2 separate regions of the Zea mays genome follow, and region 2 is linked to region 1. The links are chromatin contacts, called in public Hi-C maps. All regions are on one chromosome and are shown on one strand. Each heading gives the region's core, a stretch centred on a gene start, on an enhancer-like site or on the middle of the called end of the contact. The rest is flanking DNA. Distances are from core to core; before and after follow the strand shown.

What was found. Hi-C and Micro-C count contacts between places; a contact is called where the count stands out from the background.
Region 2: a contact with region 1 is called in a Hi-C map of ear, with 1.8 times the contacts expected there. The contact joins the promoter of LOC100194151 here to the promoter of LOC100283495 in region 1. A contact is called at or near these places in 4 of 25 Hi-C or Micro-C datasets (ear, leaf and tassel).

The regions. Positions count from the first base shown.
Region 1 is chr1:209,877,802-209,883,373 of Zm-B73-REFERENCE-NAM-5.0, forward strand. LOC100283495 (low molecular weight protein-tyrosine-phosphatase slr0328) reads right to left here and starts at 3,530. Exons shown (of 6, transcript NM_001156395.1): 1 at 3,111-3,530; 2 at 1,078-1,190; 3 at 853-988; 4 at 683-750. The coding sequence starts at 3,453.
Region 2 is chr1:210,021,469-210,027,040 of Zm-B73-REFERENCE-NAM-5.0, forward strand. It overlaps LOC100194151 (cytochrome c1, heme protein), which reads right to left and starts at 3,326. Exons shown (of 8, transcript NM_001139201.1): 1 at 3,210-3,326; 2 at 2,524-2,591; 3 at 1,763-1,965; 4 at 1,195-1,474; 5 at 1,042-1,113; 6 at 320-436; 7 at 175-240; 8 at 1-77. The coding sequence starts at 2,583.

The DNA.
Region 1 (5,572 bases), core at 2,280-4,779:
GGGAGTACCAATTCAGTAAGTGTGAACTTTCAAGAATGAAGAAAACATATAAAAATGATGCCATTGCATACCTTAAGTTAACAAAAAGGATTAATATTATATTAGTAATTTCCCTAAATAAAAAAGCTAAAGCAAGAATAAAAGCTACATAAGGTCAAGCAGAAGATACAAGATATGCTCCTTAACTAAGTGAACAACTGATAAAAAAACAATCACGATTTACTCTTTGCAGGTACCATAGCTTTTACCTATTGTAATGTTAAAATACATGAAGAAGGCTATACTATACCAGTCTACAGACAGTAAAATTTAAGGAAAGAAAGTAAATCAGATGTTCGAACTGCTTTAGGTTCCAGCTCCAGCGTGGAGTGGTAGTTTATAGTATAAATTTAAATAGTTTTAAAAAATATTGTAAATCTAAACAATAAACAAAATGACTCATCCAAATGTATTCTAAAGGTTTACAACTCCAGCTCCACGATTTTCCGGAACACCTAATAACTTGCTCACCAACTCCAAATTTTCTAGAGCTAGAGCAGCCCCAAACACACATCAGTTCACAAGGCTGCTTTAAAGGGGAAAGGACGTGTCTAGAAAATCGAAGTGACAAATGCATATGAGCTAAATTCTAGCTGGCCAAGATTGCACGACACATATTGAGATTAATAATCTACACACTAACCTTATTGGGTGCACTATCAGGGAGGGGCTCTTTGCGTCTCCATCTCTCAAACGAGTTCAATATATCTTCTGCATATTGTTCAAAACAGAAATGCTCCAATGCATCAAGCAGCATATAACAACAAATTTAGAGAGGTACTGAAACACAAATAATAGAGCCTGAGAGACAACCATAGTTCTGCCTGTCCATTGCAAGGATAAGATCAAAATCACGAAAATCCGAGGGTTTGATAGGCCTGGATATTGATGTGACCTCAATCCCCCGCTTTTTTGAAGCTGCTCTCATCCTTGAGTCTGCCTTATTACCCTAAAGCCTCAAAAAAAACATCATTAGCACTGATGCCATCATTGATCTGAGTAAATGTACCAAAGAGCATAGTAAACATATGATGCAACCTCATGATACCCGATGGTACCAGCAGAGTCTATGAGAAACTTGGAGTCAAGCCCACGCTTGCTTACGAGGGTCCGAAACACAGCTTCAGCCGCAGGACTCCGGCAAATATTCCCTGTACACATAATTTACATCAAGCGCTGAAGAACAGACATATTCATATGCATCAATAACTCAGATACTTCCACGGTCCACACTGTAACGAGAAATCATCCAAGGACAAGGCATTGTGATGGATTATACACTACTGAACGAGCACCCAAGCATGTGCAAAAAGGATTGCATGATGTCATGGCTGGTACCATGTCAATGGCGCGAACGTGTTTACAGCCGGCGTATACGTTTTTGGTGTTGGTATGTCATATGTGTGTGTGGCCCACAGGGCAGAGTCAGCCTCTGGCTTATAAGCCACTGCCGTGTAAAGGAAGAAGGCAGACAATGAACTAGTAGTAAGAAATCGAATCGGAGAGGAATCCTTCCTTGTCCGTTCTCCAAGTTATCTCTGCTGTGATCTTGCTGATGTCCGGCACCTCGTCGCAGCAACAGGTAGTTACAGTGGTATTGGATTCGCTGTTCGGTGGTGGCAACGGTTTTCATCATGTGTAATCTGGTGGCGATTGGGTGGCGAGGATTTGGGATTCCAGCATTTTGGTGGCAGTGACGGCAACCAGGTGATTCAGCTTTCTCTCGGCAGCACGGACGGCTTTCCTCTCTTGGCTGATGAGTTCTGTTCTGTTACCGTACGATTCCTTCAGCCTTGAGTGGTAATTCCTGGCGGTTGGTTGATTGCGTGTGAGACTTCCATGGATTCTCGCGCATGATCCTGTAATTCAGTGTCTGTGGTTCACTCGGTTTGAGGTCGGTCACCACAGCTCCTCCCAAGCCTTCCATCCAGATTCAGTTCATCCTGGAGGCGATGGCGGCGGAGAAATCCAAAGCAGATGAATGCTGACCATTTTCAGGAGTCGCTTGATCTTCTGTACACTAAGTCACTGAGATGGACTCCAATCAGCAACGTGTGGCGGAGCGGGTGGATCTCAGCGTCCAGGTTTTGAAGCAACTGTTGAAGGATCAACAAACTTTGGCCAAGCAGATGGGGATTACTGGTCAGGCAATTGTTAAGCTAACTTTGGCGCAGTCTGACAAGGATGCGGCCTCCATGCACCACCCTCTTCTCCATTCCACAATCACCCTCCGCTCAAAGAAGCAGCTACTTCGCTCCCCAACCATTTGATGCTTGGTCTGAGTCTTTTTCGTTCAGAACCCCACACTCAGCATCGCCTGTCTTTACCAAAGATGTCCTTTCCTATGTTTGATGGCACAAACCCATGTATCTGGAAGGACAAATGTCAGGATTGTTTTCATCTGTACAACATTCCTGAGTGTGGCATACTGCAGCTTCTCTACATATGGAGGGACATGCAGCTAAGTGGCTGCAAGTGCATAGGAGAACTAAGGGTCTGAGCAACTAGGCTGATTTCATAGCATGTACAAAAAGAATTACATGATCATACACATTGTGAAAACTGAAAAGTGAGAACTAGAATGCAAGTGCATGGAAACAAGAAGTATAATAAACAAGCATCAAGGACCTGAATTCATACAGCCCGTGCAACAACCAGTGCCAACATAGTTGAACATCACTATGCACACAACTGGTAAGCATTATATTGCTCAGATCAAACCATCCGAAATTCTTAATCGCGTTGCAGGGCGAGTTGATATTTGAACAATCAAAATCTCCGAACCTTCATCCCATAAATTGTGAGAATTTGTAATTCGTCCTTAAGCTAGAGGTAGCTGTGGTGCTAAGATGGGTAATGCAATGCTATGGCTAGTTGGCTACCGGCTATTGTCGATGAGATTCCAAGAACTACCCCAAGTCAATTAGGCGACACAATAACGAGTAAGTTCAATCCGCATGGACGCAGGAAAAATGGAGGATCGGTACCAAAATTGGTTCGCACTCACGGGCAGGGCATGGAGACGGAGACGGAGACGGAGGTGAGCAGAGACTAGGGTTGAGGGGACTGACCGAGGCACACGAAGAGGACGGCGAAGGGCTTCGCCTCGGCTGCCGACGCCGCACCCGCCGTGCTCGCTTCCGCAGCCATCCCCTCTGCCGCAGACGCGAATCGGAGGCGAGGGTTTGGAGCGTGGTGGGGACTGGCCACTAGAGCCGCGCCGCGGCAGCCACGCACGTAGCGACGGGTGGCTACAAGTGGAACAAGTGGAGTTGCGCTAGCAGGAGCATTGCGGCACAACCTAATAATTAGCGGGTCGCCTCGGCTTGTCGGGTTCGGAGCCAGCGTGGAGGCCGCGGCGGCGGAGCTGCTCGCTGCCGCGAACGTGGGCGCAAGCGCAACGGCTCCAGGCATGGCCAGGCCAGCACTGTGGCGATGGCTCGCGAGCAGCAGGCGTGGATTGGACGAGGATTCGTGCTGGAACTGGAAGTGAGGCTCGCGAACGAATGGGTCGCGCTCTCGGGCGGCACCACAGCCGCAAGAGACAGGCGCCCGCCCGCCCGCCCGCCAATGCTTTCCCTCCTTTTCCTCACACCTCATTTCATTTCCTTGTTAAATTGAAAAGGATAAAAATCCCAGAATAAATACGCCCTTAAGGAAGAAACACGAGTAAAATGCTGTTCTGGTCCTTAAAATTTTGAGTCATTGTATCATTCTGGTCCATTAACTAATAAAATATATCTTTTAAGGGTGTAGCACTATTTAGTTTCTTGTTATGTTCTAACGGGCCGAATCAGGGGCAGTTGAGCCATTTAGGGTCCCTTTGGTAGCCCGTGATCTCGGAGGATCCCGGCCCATTCTCTGGCCTTGAAATCCCCGAGCCCAATTTCCCTAGGGCAAAAAAGGTGTGTTTGGCGTCCATGCTTCTCAGCCCGATCCACGGGGGACGAGCGATCTTTCGCCCCGGCCTCCTGAGCTCGGGTAGGTTTTCCCTGGCTCAACCTCGTCCTCTTCGTCTCCATCGTGAACGTGAACCAGTAGCTGCCTTAATCTCTCCTTCACATGCGAACCCGTCGCCGCCCACCGAGGTCCGGAATAGCAGGGGCTAAGGAGAAGTCAATAACTTGGCAGGCCACCCTCGGAAAACACCAAATTACTCACCTCCTGTCAAAACATTTGTGTCCATCCAGTAGACATGACCGCACTGATATCTCTCCTCTTTTGCTTGCTTGATTAACACAGGGCCACCCTCCCACGCTCGAGAATATCGAAGGGACCGAAAATCGTCTAAAGTCGACGCACCGGACCAGACCACCCTTCGAATCGACCCTGACCAGGAAATGGAGTGTGCACCGAGGGCCCCTCTCCGGTAAGACCTTGAACTTGTTCATTTCCTTTGGCAGGGACCGAAAAACCCACGACAAGTTAGTCATGAATTCTAGAGTTCTATGGTCGGTTTGCGTAGGGCTCGTGGTCGCTCCGGCGAAAGACGGAGCAAGGGGAAGCCAGTGACTGGCACACTAGCGACGAGGACCCTGACGCATGAAGCGTTAAGGGTGTCATCGACTCGTGTTCGAGTCCTAAGAAGGTCTGACTCAGGATTTATCGCAAAGAGAGGCAGCGAACCGTCGATTCTAGTCGAACGGAATTGACAACTATATGAGTCGGTGTTTGAGAGCATGAGTATGGTCTCTAGCGGACCCCACGCTTGGATCTTATGGAAGGAACCAGGACCTCACTCGAATTACTCGTTTGTATCTCATCGAGCGCCATTGCTAGCCCATCGAGGAAAGTGTGGTTTGCTCACCTCCCCTCATCCCGCGAAGGAGGTGTGTGTGGGAGAGTAGACTAAAAATATGAGACGACCCCCTAGATGGATCTCTGCGTTGAGTAGAGACTCAAGGGCTCACCCTGCACAAGTATGGCAGACGAGTGAAAGCCACACGAAAAGCGCCCCCCTCAAAGAACCCTAGGACAAGCCAAGATTCGGGGGACCCAAAACCCACACACGTCAACAATCCAAATGGGCCACGATAATTAGGTGTCCAAACCAAAACAATCATAAGCAAAGTTATGGAATGTTGTGGATTATCTTCTCCACGAACACCTCCCCTAGTATAGCATTCGTGGTAGCATCGAAGTCATCTGTCAGGTGGTCCAGATCCTTCGCTACCGAACCCTCAGGTAAGCCAATGGCACTGCAGAGGTCACCACCGAAATGTAGTCGTGCTATGGCTATATCCACTATCATGCCTCGATGAACTCAAACTCCACGGCCGGACACGGTCTGAGATATCAAGCAGACGCAAGTCACAGTTCCTACCGTGGGCGCGAAGGAACATTATGGCCTATGTCGTTGTTTTGGGAACTGGGGGTCCTAACCAACAAGTGAATTTGTGTTGTGTGCCCTATCCATACGGGTGATGCAAGAAGACACAAGATTTATCTTGGTTCGGGCAAGAGAAGCCTCTACTTCCAGCGAGGGGGATGAGACTTATATTACCTTGCACCTAGGTACTCATAGTAGGGGATA
Region 2 (5,572 bases), core at 2,076-4,575, 140 kb after region 1:
ACTGACCACCTCATGCGGCGGTAGTAGGCAGCTTGGAGAAGCGCTAGTGATAGTAGAAAGATCCATTTCACTCCCATCTACAATGGATTTTTGAGTGGATTGTGATCAGGATATGGAGTAGCAAATTGAATAGCAATAGAGCAATCTGAGCGATTTAAGTCAAGAGGTTGTTACCAGCTTTCTCTCTTCCATCTCAGGCTCAGCTGCCCACGAAAGGAATGATACGACATCCTTACCCATCTGAGGGAATATGAGTGATCAAACTTTAGTCCTGCCCCACAATTCAAAAGTACAGGAATCAACATGACAGTTAGTTTACCTGGGCTTCAGTTGCAGGTGTACCATCCTCATACTCAACAGCTCCATCATTAAGCATCTTCGGCATGGCTATGGCACCACCAGGGAAGTAGGGATTGTAGTGCAGACCCTCACGAATCTAGGATGCAAATAAACCAAAGTTTTTATGGTTTGATTACGAGATAACAAGAGCCATGGTTTCAAAGGCGACAAGGCAAACCAAGGTGACCTTGGTATGCCTTATCGCCTAGACGATAAGGCGTAACTAGACCCCCAAGGTGAGCTGGGTCTGCCTGGACTCTACGCATCGCCTTTGAAACAGAAGTATAAGGCAAACACAAAAATGCAAGAGTGGAAGATAATACACCCTTTATCAGAATCATGAGAGATTTTGTAGTCAGTATCTATAGGACACGGTTTGACTAGATTCTGGAATCAAAGAATCATCCATGGTATACATACAGATTAAACTAGTGTTGACCTGAGCAATCGTTGCTCATAGAACATAAAGGATTATGCACTGAAACATAATAATCTGCAGTTCAGTGCTTTCAACATACAACATCATTAAAACAAAAAACACAGTGCATGAGTATGATGCAGTGATTTGAAATGTACCATGCATTTTAAGTGATTGTATATCAGGGAAGAAGTTTCTCTTGACCATTTTATAAACAACGATACTGGAGAACACATCATGGAGCTATAAAGCACACCAGATTGAAACAATAAATAAACAGGTACCTGAACACCAGCAGGTGGATCATGATATCCAGTAAGAAGAGCGAAAACATAGTTCTGACCATTGTGCCTTGCCTGAATGATTGCATTGTGAACAGTAAGCCATACGCAATGGAAGATCACAACAGATCACTGCAAAAAATTAGCTGTAATTACCTTTGTGATGAGACTAAGGTCCGGAGGGTATGCACCACCATTAGCAAACCGGGCTGCTTGCTCGTTTGCATAAGGCTGTGGGAAGCGATCGCTCAGTTTACCAGGGCGGGTGAACATTTCACCCTCATCATTAGGACCATCAACTACCTCAATCTCAGCAGCCATTGCCTTTGTTTCCTCTTCAGTATAGGCCACGCCAACCAAATCACGGTATGAAATCAAGGACATGGAGTGACAAGAGGCACAAACTTGCGTGTAAACTTGATGCCCACGCCGAATTCTGTACAATAATATTTTTAAGATAAATTAGAGCACCATACATGAAAACAAGGTACTAACACTTCAATAAGATTTTTTCCTGGTAACAAGACAGCTAAAATTCGACTTCAGCTTTTATTCTTAAATTAGTAGGTGTCATTTAAGAATTAATATACCCTAGTACACCAAAAAAGGTTGTCAATTTCTGTGCACCAATCCATATTTCATAAATAAGGCTTACACAAATTTGTAAACACTCATGTCAATATAAAATAAAGATTCGTGAAAAGAAGAGGATCTGTTGACTTACGATGCGTGATCATACGAGCTCATGATGCCAGCATGTGGCCAGGGATAATCTGGGGCTGCCAAGCCATGCTCAGCTTCATCAGCAGATGCTATTGTAGCAAAACTCAAAAGACCAGAGGCACCAACTCCAAGAAGAGCCAATGCTCTCAGTCCAGCAGACGATTCTTCATGCTTTCCCCGAAATGAGAAAAGCGGCGACGAACCCTGAAGAGCATGATAATGATGTTGAGACAACTGAGACACGCAGAAAAATGGTACTGGTTTAACCAACTCGTAAACATGCTCCAGAAGTAGTAGTTTTGGTTCTGAATGGATGGCGACAGTAAAAAGGGATAAGTAGTCAATGTAGAGCCAACAGAACTTTACAAATTACCATAATGTACGTTATCTGGTTCAAATCTATACAGTAGAAGACAAAACTGAGAAGCAAGAGCCATACAAGAAACACATGCAGCAGTGATTTATCATCACTTGATGGAGAAACTGTAGATTCCAACAACTTAAACATGTTTTCTATGACTTGTTTTTAAGCATAAACAATGGATTTCAGTCATATTCCATATTGTGATGGTGTACCCAAGATGGATATGTAGAAATAAAAATCACATGGTAAGAAGAATGAATATGGATGTACTCTCTCCGTTCTTTTTTATTTGTCGCGGTTTAGTTCAGAAATGAACTAGTGGGCGACAAATATTCAAGAACAGAGGTAGTAATTTAAAGCAACTGGCAAGCAAACAAAAAGTGCACCAAAATACTTACAACAGACTGGTTGTAGAGAGTTCTCTTCAGGAGCTGGTTAATGCCCCTTGCGGCAGCCATTGAGGATTCTGCAAATTCCAGTACGAGGACTTATTAGTTACATGACGAAGTGGTTTTGATACAATAACTAGCAGGACCTCGTTTCACTCCCATTGACAGAGTGACAATAGTCGACCATTCTAGTGACATCACTTGAAACAAAATCACATTATCACGAGAACAAAATCAAAGGTTGTGTTGCTAATTTCGTCACCCAAACCCGCAACAGATTAAAAAGGCTAGATTTTGCGTTCTAGTGATCATAGACAACGAGGAAATGGCTCTGCAGAACACAACTAGCAATCTAACGCGTCCTAACGAGCAAAACAAAAGGAAGCAAACAGAAATGGTCTCAACTTGGTGTGGACGAATCTCCAGCCCGGTGAAATCCAGACGGACGAGAACGATGCCTCCGGTGATGCACGCGAGGTGAAGTTCCGGATGCCCATGGGACGCTCCAATCGATATGATTCGCACAGATCTAGCCGCCCGATTCCCACGGCCCCAAGAGGCCAATACACGACCCAGGACCAGGAGTCGTCCGCAACTACCGGAGACTAGAGCAGATCACCAGATCGGAGACCCCAGACGCCTGGGACGGGGACAACCAGCAGAAAGCAACGGGAGCAAGGGTCCGAATCAGTTACCTACAGGGTGTGGCGCGGGCGGAGACGCGGAGCTCCGGCGAGCGGCGGCGCGGGGAGAAGGGTCCGGGGGCGTGACCGCGTGAGCGTGAGAGGGCCTTGTGGCGATGCCGATGCCGCGATGCGCCTCGAACTCGGACCCGTCGGGGTGCCGGTCTTTGGGTTTGTCACACTGACACGTGGGGTCGCCTTGCGCCGTGTCTTCCGGACGGGCCAGGTAGGCCCTTGGAGGCCCAAAATGATCGGCTGAATTAGAGGCCCAAATGAATAGGTTGTTTATCTACTTCCCTTCAGAATTGTTCCACATTTAATAAATTTTAATAAATGCACTAGCTGAGTGTCCGTGCGTTGCAACGAGAATAAATAATACCAGTATACTATAATAACTTATATATATAATTTGTGTTATACCGTTATGAGAAAATGTTTCATAATCAATTTGTGATTCTGGTCATACATAAATTTTGTTATTTTAATCTATATGTTTCACCACTACATTGCAACCATCAGTATCATGCAGACTTCGATATATGTCACGATTTGCATGGTCTCATCATTGGAGAGCATGTTCCACACATGCCAGAAGAAATTCCCTCGTACATCGATAATCATGAGACACGTACCACCATACGCTTTTGCTTAAACAAAAAGACAAGTGTGTGTTTTCGAAGAGAATTAAAGGCAAACCGGCACAAAAGCTACCCCAACGGTGGCGAGGATGACGAACTCGAACTGGTTATTGTTGTCGGTCTTCCTCTGTGTCACCTCCGGCGCCAAGATGACGCCACAGTCCTCGATATAGTAGTCGTCGAACGCGCGCGACATACCGCGCGACATACCGAGTATTGATGACTCTTGGCTGAGTTGTAAAACGAAGTGTACCTCTGGTTCATCAGCAAGGTAGTACCCCTGGCTGTTGCACCACCGAATGCGCTACTCCTCTACATACATCATGTTCGAGGACATTCACACAACGTCAGCAACGGCCATTGTTCCAGCGCACAAGAATTCATGGCCGGTCAATAGCGACTTACGTGGCAGGTTGGCTTCAGGTAGACAATGAGTTGGACGATGTGATGGCATCGTCGTCGAATGCGGTGCCCAGAACAACCCGAGAGTCGCCGACGTTGGCGACGACCATGAGGTCCCCTACTTGACCATGGACAGCGCGGAGCAGCCGCTCTGCACCGCGTCCAAGTGACGACAGCGCCGGAGCTTGTCGTACATAGTGGCACATGCGACCACGTAGGACTGTTTCTAGAGGTTGAACTGGCAGTCGCCAAGTTTCTTCTCGTCATCGATGAGCGACCCCAATGCGAGTGTCTCCTGCTAATGGTGTCTGTTCGGGGTTTTCAAGTAAGAAACATGGATTCATGTTTGGCGTTCGTTTATAAAAATGACTCACGAGTCAGAACCATGGAAAAAAATTATACGAAGAATAAATGTCACACATGCAAAAAAGGAATTTAAGTTGAAAAATTATTCAAACAAAAGAAATTGCATGCAAGGCTTTTCTTTAAATACTACTACCTCCATCCAAAAATATAATTCAAGAATCTTGGTGACACTTATCTACTACTACACATTGTGCAAGGGTAGCAGGTGGGCTTGGGGAGAGATGTAGTAGATGTGTTACCTGTTATAAATGTGAACATAAACACACATGTGGTGCAGTGGTAGCTACTGCTGGCATTTGCTTGGGAGGTCATGGGTTCAAATCCCCTTGGGGCCATATGTGTTTTTTTAATTTTAGCTAGACGTCGTCTGTACGGGGGAATGGGAATGGGCTTTGCGGGGAGGGGAATGAGAATGATAGATATAGAATGGTGGCAAAACATGGGAATGGACTGTGCGTGGGGAGGAGGGAATCGGAAAGGCAGAACACGGAATGGGCAGAACAAGGAATGACAGACTACTATTGCAGCCTTAATAAGTAGTAGAGATTATTAGGGCTAATTTAGCAACTCATTTTTCCAAGTAATTCCCATTTTCCTAAGGTCCCATTTGGATTCATGGAATTGAATTCTATTTTAATAATCATAATTTAGGTATGAATCAATTAAGCTAATATAGTTTTATATAGAATATATGTGTATACTATTATTGGTCATATGAGAGAGATATTTATTTTTTATGTTTGTACTAGGGGAACGAGATGAAGAGTGTGTCATAAGTTGTAGAGTAGAAACATAGACTAGTGATACATAGAACCAATTTCCATCTTCTTGTCATATGAATCTAGGATAGACTTATATCTAAACTATGGAAAGTGATGGAATGTTAAATTACAAACCAAATAACCTACTATATTGAGTAAATTCCAATTCCTTTAAAATGAAGGGGTCCAAATGGCCCTTAAGGGTGTT